2 separate regions of the Neogale vison genome follow, and region 1 is linked to region 2. Evidence: chromatin contacts called from public Hi-C data. All regions are on one chromosome and are shown on one strand. Each heading gives the region's core, a stretch centred on a gene start, on an enhancer-like site or on the middle of the called end of the contact. The rest is flanking DNA. Distances are from core to core; before and after follow the strand shown. Region 1 holds the start of GRPEL1 (grpE protein homolog 1, mitochondrial). Region 2 holds the start of LOC122889984 (MORF4 family-associated protein 1-like).

What was found. Hi-C and Micro-C count contacts between places; a contact is called where the count stands out from the background.
Region 1: a contact with region 2 is called in a Hi-C map of muscle, with 4 times the contacts expected there. The contact joins the promoter of GRPEL1 here to the promoter of LOC122889984 in region 2. A contact is called at or near these places in 2 of 3 Hi-C or Micro-C datasets (fibroblasts and muscle).

Annotation. Positions count from the first base shown.
Region 1 is chr11:64,954,611-64,959,218 of ASM_NN_V1, forward strand. GRPEL1 (grpE protein homolog 1, mitochondrial) reads right to left here and starts at 2,941. Exons shown (of 4, transcript XM_044267840.1): 1 at 2,855-2,941; 2 at 216-378. The coding sequence starts at 2,913. LOC122919073 (a long non-coding RNA gene) reads left to right here and starts at 3,335. Exons shown (of 2, transcript XR_006386736.1): 1 at 3,335-3,437.
Region 2 is chr11:64,661,867-64,666,213 of ASM_NN_V1, forward strand. LOC122889984 (MORF4 family-associated protein 1-like) reads right to left here and starts at 2,486. Exons shown (of 1, transcript XM_044225624.1): 1 at 991-2,486. The coding sequence starts at 2,471. The coding sequence ends at 2,088.

The DNA of each region.
Region 1 (4,608 bases), core at 1,691-4,190, 290 kb after region 2:
GTATCATCTATGCAGCATGTAAAGAGGATTCCCATGACGGAACTGGAGCCACAGAGGATTTGAATTCTAGTCCCTTCTTCAGTGGGAACTTGCTACAGGAGCCGAATGCTCATAGTTTTTGGAAAATGACCCACCTCCTCCAGCCAGACGTCCTCTGGAGAACCCCACCTGAGCTCAACAGATCACACTTCCCACAAGAGCCCACATGACCTTACCACAGTCTCCTTCAGCTGCTCTTCTAGCTTGACCTTCTCGTCCAGGAGTATCTTCTCTGGGGAAGGAGTATCTGTCTTCTGTTCTTTCTGACTCACGTCCTCTTCCAGGTTCTGGCCACTGTTCTTCTGTTTTGTAGCTGTGCACAGCAGTCGAGGAGATGGTCTAAGGCAAATGCATAGCACTGGGAATTAAGACTGGACTTTTGGCTTACAAGTCTGATGTATCAGTTTAGAAACTTGAGATAATTTAAAAATATTTGCTACTGATGTGTGAGGTGGAATGAATTTATCTTAGATCTAATAAAGCCAGACAGCATATTATGTACAGAAGGTACTAACTTATATACAACCTTCTGTGTATAAACTAGTTTGTCAATGTACCAAGGCTATGGAACTAACCTCTTCTTCCCCTTCCAAACACCTCCTTCTGTGGATGTATGGTCATCCACACCCATCACATATTGAGTGAGTAGCTCCTAGGAGAAGTGAGGTCTTGTGCTGATGTAGAGGACAAGGGCAGACTGGGCAGAGATCCTGCCCATAGGGTACTTACTTTCAAAAAAGGCATCTACAGACAGTCTGATTTTGGGTTTAAAAGTGATAAAGAAGGAATCATGCTTTAGGAGGCTCAGGGTAGAATGTTTATAACTTTGGGGAAATGGAAGACCATGAAAGGCTTTGTACAGAGGGGCTCTGAAGGATAGGTAAGAGTTACACATAAGGAGTCCACACTGGAGATAGGAAAGCAGGGGGATATATGGAGGGAAACAAGCAGCTCTAAACCCAGTACTGGAAGTACTCAAAACTTTATCCAATCTGATCCTCACATGAAAAAGGTTAAGTGATAAGCCCAAGGTCAGAAAGTTATTGATGAATGGCAGAATGGTCTTAAACTTAGACTTCTTCACCAGGACCAGATTTCTCCTCTAAGCTTAAAATCAGATTTCTTCTAAGAGTTCTTCTTCGTCTTTTTTTTTTTTTCTTTAGGATTTTATTTATTTGACAGAGAAAGAGTGACAGTGAGAGAAGGAACACAAGCAGGGGGGTGGGAGAGGGAGAAGGAGTCACCCCGAAGAGCAGGGAGCCTGATGTGGGACTTGATCCCAGGACTCTGGGATCATGACCTGAGCCGCAGGCGGATGCTTAAGGACTGAGCCACCCAGGCACCCTGCTAAGAGTTCTTCTTAATGGCACCACATTTCAATCTGAAAAGAAGTACAATCTTCTTCCTAGAATAAAGGGAACTGCCTCAAAGAACAGGAGAGCTATCAGTACACAGATTATGTGTACAAGAATGTTTAGGGCAACACAATACAGCAACAGGCTGGGGACACTGCTGAACACACTGTCACTTCCACAACCTGGAATATTCTGTGGCTGTGAACAAGAATGTCAAACTCTCACCTCTGGGATACACTACAGATGTACTGGGAGGTACGAAATGCAATTTAGAGAAGTAGACAAAGCATGAAGCCTCTCTGTCAGGACAAACCCCAGAAATCCTGTATATGTATACCTGTGTCTTAGGCCTCCAGAAGAATGGAAGGATCCATTAGTCTGCGGAGTGGAGTGCATTAAGCCTTTTATTGTATTTTATTTCTGTGATTTAAAGAAGCTGGTAATTCAACAACTGCATATGTTGTTGTGAGGCCGGTCATCTTTCTTAGCAGTGCTGATTCCTGGATATGACAGTCACAGCCTCTGTACCTATTCTGCTGCTCAGCCATGGAGGGGATGCAGCCAGGCAGTCAGAGCTTAGCCCCCTCTCAGAGTTAGGACCAGGACTCCACCTGAGTCCCCGTTTGAGCCTCTTTCCACAATCAGCTAGCTAGTCCTCAAGAACAGAAAGTTATTGCTACTTTTGTGACTGCTTTCTAACTAATTCAGATACAAAACCACAGACTACCTGAGCAACCCCGGGAATGCGGGTGCTCAAGGCTCTGTCCGCATGTGTCGCTTTCTGTAATTTCCGAGGCTGGCAATCACAGTGTGACCCCCAACCACCGGAGGTCATCCTCGCCCCACCCGCCGGGTCTCCAGGTCCTCGCGAGCCAGCGCGTCTGAAGAGAAGTCCAACTTCGGCTCTGCCCGGCTGCTACCCAACGTTTGGCCCGAGCAGCTTCTCCGTGAAGTACACGGTTCGGAGCCGTTCCTCCGGCCAAGGCGACGCTAAGACTTGCCAAATTACCTTTCGAGCTAGGACTTCGAATGGCAGAGGCCGCCGGCTAAAAGAACGGGGAGGGCCCTGGACGGTCCACCTAAACTGCTCCCTCCATGGCGGGGCGGCCCTCGCAGCGCTTCTGGCCTGCACTCCGAAAGGAACCGGGCCCAGGTTCGGAACGAGCCCGAACGCCTGGCAGACCAAGCCTGGCGCTGCCCGAGCACGCGCACCCGCGCGCGACCTGGCCTTGGGCGGCCCGCCAGATCCCGGGCGCGAGCGCGCGTGGGCCGGTACGCTGGGCAGCTCAGCCCCAGCAGCGGGCCAGGCCCCGGGCGGGGGGTCCGCGTGCCGCGTTGGCGAACCGCGGGGCCCACGACGCCCCTCTCCGGGCCGGACCCCCGGCGCGGCCTCGGTCTGCGTGGAAGCCGCACTGAGGACATCGTCCTTCTTCCGCCACGGGCAGCCGAGCGCTCCTTACCTGAGAGACAGGTAAGCTGGGAGACTTTGCCGCGCCAGCCTCACACACCGAGCCGCCATGACTGCCGCCGCCGCCGCCGCCACTGCGCACGCACTGGGCATGCGCTTAGCCCGCTGGCCCGCCCCCTAGGGGGCGTGGCCACTCGCGATGACTCTCTGCCTTCGTCCCCGCCCAAACACTTCCCTTCAGCCAGTCCGTAACTGCTTCTCCTCTGATGGACAGACAATAGTAACCAATACTATGGGCCGCTTGAGAGCACGCCCCGCCAACCCCCCTCACCCGCCGCGGCTCTCCGCTCTTTCCCTCCTGGTGGGCGGGGTTGGAGGCTTCCGGGGCTCGGAAGGTGAGGAGGTGAAAGGTGGAGGGAATCGTGGGAGGAGAAGCTCGCGGGCGGGGCACGGTCCAGGAAGAACCAATGGGGACAAAGCGTGGGGGGGCGGGGCGCCGGAAGTGCGGCTCTCGGCCCGGGAGACTCGCGTCCGGCCGACCCTTCGGCGCTTGCGCCGCATTTCGCTGTGGGAGCGCGTTGTGCAAGCTCCGTGTGCGCGCTGGGCCTGTGCGGCCTTTCGGGACGCCCGGCGCGGTGAGAGGCCGGGTGCCGGGTCGGGTCCGCGGTGGGGACCGAGGGGGGCTCCTGTCAGAGCCGGGGCGGGAACCCAGGGGCGGATGGGCCCGCGTGGACGCTGGAGGGTGGATGGAGACGCGGGCAGACGCTGGTTCTCTGCGCTGTGCCCTCGCTTCTCCGAGTAAAACACACACTGTGGCGAGGAGCTCGGCGCCTAGGGGGCTCTGGGACACAGCTGAAGGTCATGAACCCAAGTGGCAACGGCCACTGCAGCTCGATCACAGGCCCCAAGGCCGAGGTACTAACCCTCGGCTGCCGTCCGTCTGGCGAGGGCCCCGGAACTCTGACCCGGCTCTTGCTCCAGCGCGCCTGGCCGCAACCCCGTGGGCCCCTTGCCGCCTGGGCGGCAGGGGCTGGAGCTGTGGCTTCCGTGAGGGGCAGGGCTGCCCGCACGTCACGTCGGGGAGGACCAACTCTTCTCCGCGCGCAGAAGTAGTGACGGTGTTGAACGGTAGTCTGCGACACCTGCCGGGGGAGGCCAGCCGCCAGATCTGGGATGGGGGCTGTTCTGGGGAGAATGACCCAGTTTATTAATTAAGGGGCTGGAGGAAAAGAAAAAAAGGAGGACTGTCTGACAATTAAAGCTTAAAGGAAAAGAAAAAAAGGAGGACTGTCTGACAATTAAAGCTTAAAAGACACAATTAAATGGATGTGAGGACCTTATGTGGATCATGATGGGAAAAACCAACTGCACAAAAGACATTTGTGACACGGTGAGGGGAAATTTGGATACAAACAGAATGGTAAAGGAGGTCGTGACACTTGTTACAGAGAGAGAACGGCGTAGTGGTTAGGTCAAAATGCCCCATTTGTTGAGGAATGCAAACGGAGTATTTACACTATATTGCCATACTGTTTGGAATTTGCCTTATAAATACTCCTGTAAAAAAAAAAGATAGAAAATGGCAAAATGTTGAAAATGGTTGAGGCTGGATGGTGAATACCGTCCAAATTGTAACTCTTCTTTGGTATATTTGAAATTTACTATAATAAATAAGCATGATAATGCCCTTGTTTCTCACTGGCTTTGGGCAAGCCACAATCCTTGATCTGCTCACCTGTAAAACTGAGATCATTTCTTTAAAAAGATTTTTTAATTTTTTGTTTGAGAGAGAAGCAGCACACAAGC
Region 2 (4,347 bases), core at 1,236-3,735:
CACGCTCAGGGCAAGTCGTTTGCTCTAAAGAGCTTTTTCTAAAGAGCTTTTCCATAAGTGCTCAGTCCCTCCTTGTGCTCCCACAGGATACTCAAGCACATGGCAGTGCAATTACTCGTCCCAGCTCTTCCCTATCCGGGACTTTCCTTCATGCTCCTGGTGCCTCAGGTGGGACAGAAAGCATGTTCTATTCCCACTGAGAGACTAAACATACCGCAGCTGCTGAGAAGCAAGGCCAGAGACGAGACGATGGCCTGAAGTTCATCTCTGTTAAAAGCTGAGAGTTCTGTCAACCTGTCCTCACACCACCTGCTGTAAGCAATTCTCCCTCCCAGTTTCAGGCTCACAAGAACCCCAAACTTCAAGCAGCTCGGTCCCGCTTGCTGGTGGCAGCGCTGAAAGAAGCGTGTCCATTTCAAAAGAAATGGATTAACACACACACTGGCTTTGGTCTTCTGAACAACATCTTTATTTGAAAAACGATTTTCTATAGATAAACACACACAATGGCTTTGGTCTTCTGAGCAACATCTTTATTTGAAAAAAGATTTTCTACAGATCTTTGTTTTTTCAAGGCAAATGAACACTTATCAAACACATGTCTGATTTGAACTCAAGAGGTCTTATCTTCCCGGGGCACAGCTGGACTGGCCAGGAAACACACAGACCCAGGCCCAAGACCCAGGAATACTTGATCATTCAAAGGAACACAAAGGATCCAAGCCCGTTAACTTATGCCCAGACAAGTAGCTTGTTTAGGCGTGTACAAGCCACTGATCAACACCATCCTAACCACAGAAACACCAGATGTACCTAATGAAATCTCTAATGAAAGAAAGACATTTTGGGGATGCCTGGGTGGCTCAGTCAGTTAGGCATCTGCCTTTGGCTCAAGTCATGATCCCAGGGTCCTGGGACTGACCCCGCATTGGGCTCCTTGTAGAGTGGGGAGCCTGCTTCTCCCTCTGCCTGTGGCTCCCGCTACTTGTGCGCTCTGTCTCTCTGACAAATAAAATCTTAAAAAACAAAGAAAGAAAGAAAGATATTTTTCAAATTCTAAGTCTCTCGAAATTGAACAGACAGACCTCTGTGGGACCAGAGTAACTAAGTAAGCCTGTGAACACAACTTCACCTCCAAACCACCAACAGCATCCACCTGCTGAGACACCCCCGACCAAATTTTGCACTTAAAAACCCTCACCTGTAAGTCATCGGGCAGTTTGGGACTTGAAGCCTTAGCTCCCTGTTCTCCAATAAATAGCCTACCTTTCCTCACTGCAAAATCTCCATGTCAGTCTTTTACTGGCTTGCTGTGCATCCGAGGGAAGAATTCTCTTTTGGCTCGCTTACACAACCACTGACCCTGAGGGAGACTGTCGCATGCAGATAAGAAACATACAAAAACAGAATAAACAAGCTACTTCAGCTTTCTTGTGGTGTCAGCCCAGGTGACCAGCATCCATCAGCTGTGAACCTAAAGCAGAACTGGAAGAAATTCACCATCAAGACACGGAGTCTCAGATTTCTGCATCCTGGTGTTAAAAATTAAAAAAAAAAAAAAAAAAAAAAAAAAAGAACCATCCACAAGAATGCCTCTGAAAGAGTCCTCTGACACTGCCTCCTCCTAGAAGAACCTGGAAAGTTCTAGTCCAGGCCTACAGCTTCACATTTCTCTGTTTCTTTCCCGTGTTCTCACCAGCCCCTATTTTGCTCAATGGCCAAGCTTTCTTCCCATCCCTGCCACCACCCTCCTCAGTGCTAGGGCGGCTCTACCTCCAGCAACTGTCCCTCCGGAGGTGACTTTTCAGTTTCACAAAGACAAACCCCAAGTTATTCCAATGTTTCTCTAATTACCAGCGGAGTCAGGAGGAGCCACAAAAAATCACTGTCTGCTCTAGCACCTGTCCCAGCTAGCATGGACCCATTTTCCTCTCAACCTCAACTTTGCTCCCCCTGCCCAATTTCGGACTCAGTGAGACTGAAGCTTCACCTTCACTGCTGCAGCAGGACGACCACCCAGACGCTACTGAATCTGGCTGTGGCACGGCCAGGCCCCGCCAACGCCCCGCCTCACCGCCCGCGCTCCTTCAGGACGACTCGCTTCTCTCTATCCGCCGCACCAGCTCCACCAGCATCTCTGCCATCTTCGCGATCTCCTTGGCCTTCTCCTCGGCCTTCTCGCATCTCTTGGCCGCCCTGCCGTCCACGCCGTCGCCGGGGTTCTGCAGATGGTTGAGGGCGCTCTCCTCCGAGGCCTCCACCTGCGTTTTGATCTGGATGAGCATATTGTCCATCTCCCACAGCTTGCTCCTGTTCCGCAGGTAGGCTCTGCCGTGCTCCCGCGTGAGGGCCGCGATGTCCTCGCGCATCTCGCTGATGACGGGCAGGAGGAACTGCTCGAAGTCCTCCTCGGGCTCCAGCACTTCCACCTCCTCGGGCTCCGCCAGCCCGACGATGTCCAAGGGCCGCATCTGTCCTGCCACTTCTCCGTGCCCGCGCCCCTGGGGACGGGCGCGGGCATGAACCGTTCCTGCGGCCGTCCGCGCGTCAACAGTTCTCCCGAACTATCTACTCCTCCCTCCTCAGAGCCGCTCCGGGAAAGAACCCGGAGCAGATCCCGCACCTAGGCCCGGCCAACAAGAGGTACTCCCGGCCGGGGCCGGCGGTGGGACTGTTTGCGGCACTTTCACGACGTGGCCCGGCCCCCTTACGGCCGTGACTGGGACCGACCCGTGGCGGGCGCGCGCACACTGATGGGCCTCTGTCGCGGGCGCGCGCACGCCCACCGCCCCCAGCTTCCGTCCCCGCCCCGCCCCCCAATCAGCCTTTGGGATCCTCCCGGTACCTCGCATATCTCCTCTGTGAGGGCATCCCAGGCTTTTACTTTCACTTTGTTTTTTTTTTTTTTAAGTGAAAGCAATTTTCCCTCCCTAGTGTTTAAATCAGACAGGCTGATGTTTACAGCTCTTACTATCCAGCAACGCACTACTCTAAGTGCTTAGTTTAATTCACTTAACCTCACAGCAAAGCTGATAGATGAAAAACTGGCTAAAAAACTCTCTTACGGCGGCCCCTGGGTGGCTCAGGTCATGGTCTAAGGGTCCTGAGATGGAGCCCCGCATTGGGCTCTCTGCTCAGTGGGGAGCCTGCTTCCCCCTCTCTCTGCCTGCCTCTCTGCCTGCTTGTGATCTCTCTCTCTCTCTCTCTCTGTCAAATAAATAAATAAAAATCCTAAAAGCAGCAACAACAACAAAACACGTGCTTATGGTCAGAATTTGAACCTGAGCCATTTGGGTCTACTCTTTCTTTTCTTCTCTTTTTTTTTTTTTTTAAAAGATTTTATTTATTTATTTGACAGACAGAGATCACAAGTAGGCAGAGAGGCAGGCAGAGAGAGAGGGGGGTAAGCAGGCTCCCCGCCGAGGAGAGAGCCCGATGCAGTGCCGGATGCAGGGCGGATGAGGGCGGATTCCAGGACCTCGAGATCATGACTCCAGCCAAAGGCAGAGGCCCAACCCACTGAGCCAGGCAGGTGCCCCTACAGTTGCTCATCTTAATGAGCACACATACTTCCTCTTCTGGGACAGGGCCCTTAAGTCAAAAACCCAGGATTCTTCTTTTTTATTTAATTTTTTAATAAGCATATAATGTATTATTAGCTCCAAGGGTACAGGTCTGTGAATTGCCAGGTTTACACACTTCACAGCACTCACCATAGCACATACATCTCCCCAATGTCCATAACCCCACCACCCTCTCCCACACCAACCCTCTTGTGAGATTAAGAGTCTCTTATGGTTTGTCTCCCTCCCTTCCTGCCCCCAACCCCCCCGTGTTGCATCTCCACTTCCTCATATCAGAGAGATCATGTGATAGTTGTCTTTCTCCGATTGACTTATTTCGCTAAGCATAATACCCTCTAGTTCCATCCGTGTCATCACAAATGGCAAGAGTTTATTTTTTTTGGTGGCTGCATAGTATTCCATTGTATATATATCCCACATCTTCTTTATCCATTCATCTGTTGATGGACATCTAGGTTCTTTCCATAGTTTGGCTATTGTGGACATTGCTGCTATAAACATTCGGGTACACATACCCCTCCGGATCACTATGTTTGTATATTTAGGGTAAATACCCAGTAGTGCAATTGCTGGGTCATAAGGTAGCTCTATTTTCAATTTTTTGAGGAACCTCCATGATGTTTTCCAGAGTGGTTGCACCAGCTTGCATTCCCACCAGCTACACCAGCTTGGTGTAGGAGGATTCCCCTTCTCCGCATCCTCGCCAGCATCTGTCATTTCCTGACTTGTTAATTTTAGCCATTCTGACTGGTGTGAGGTGGTA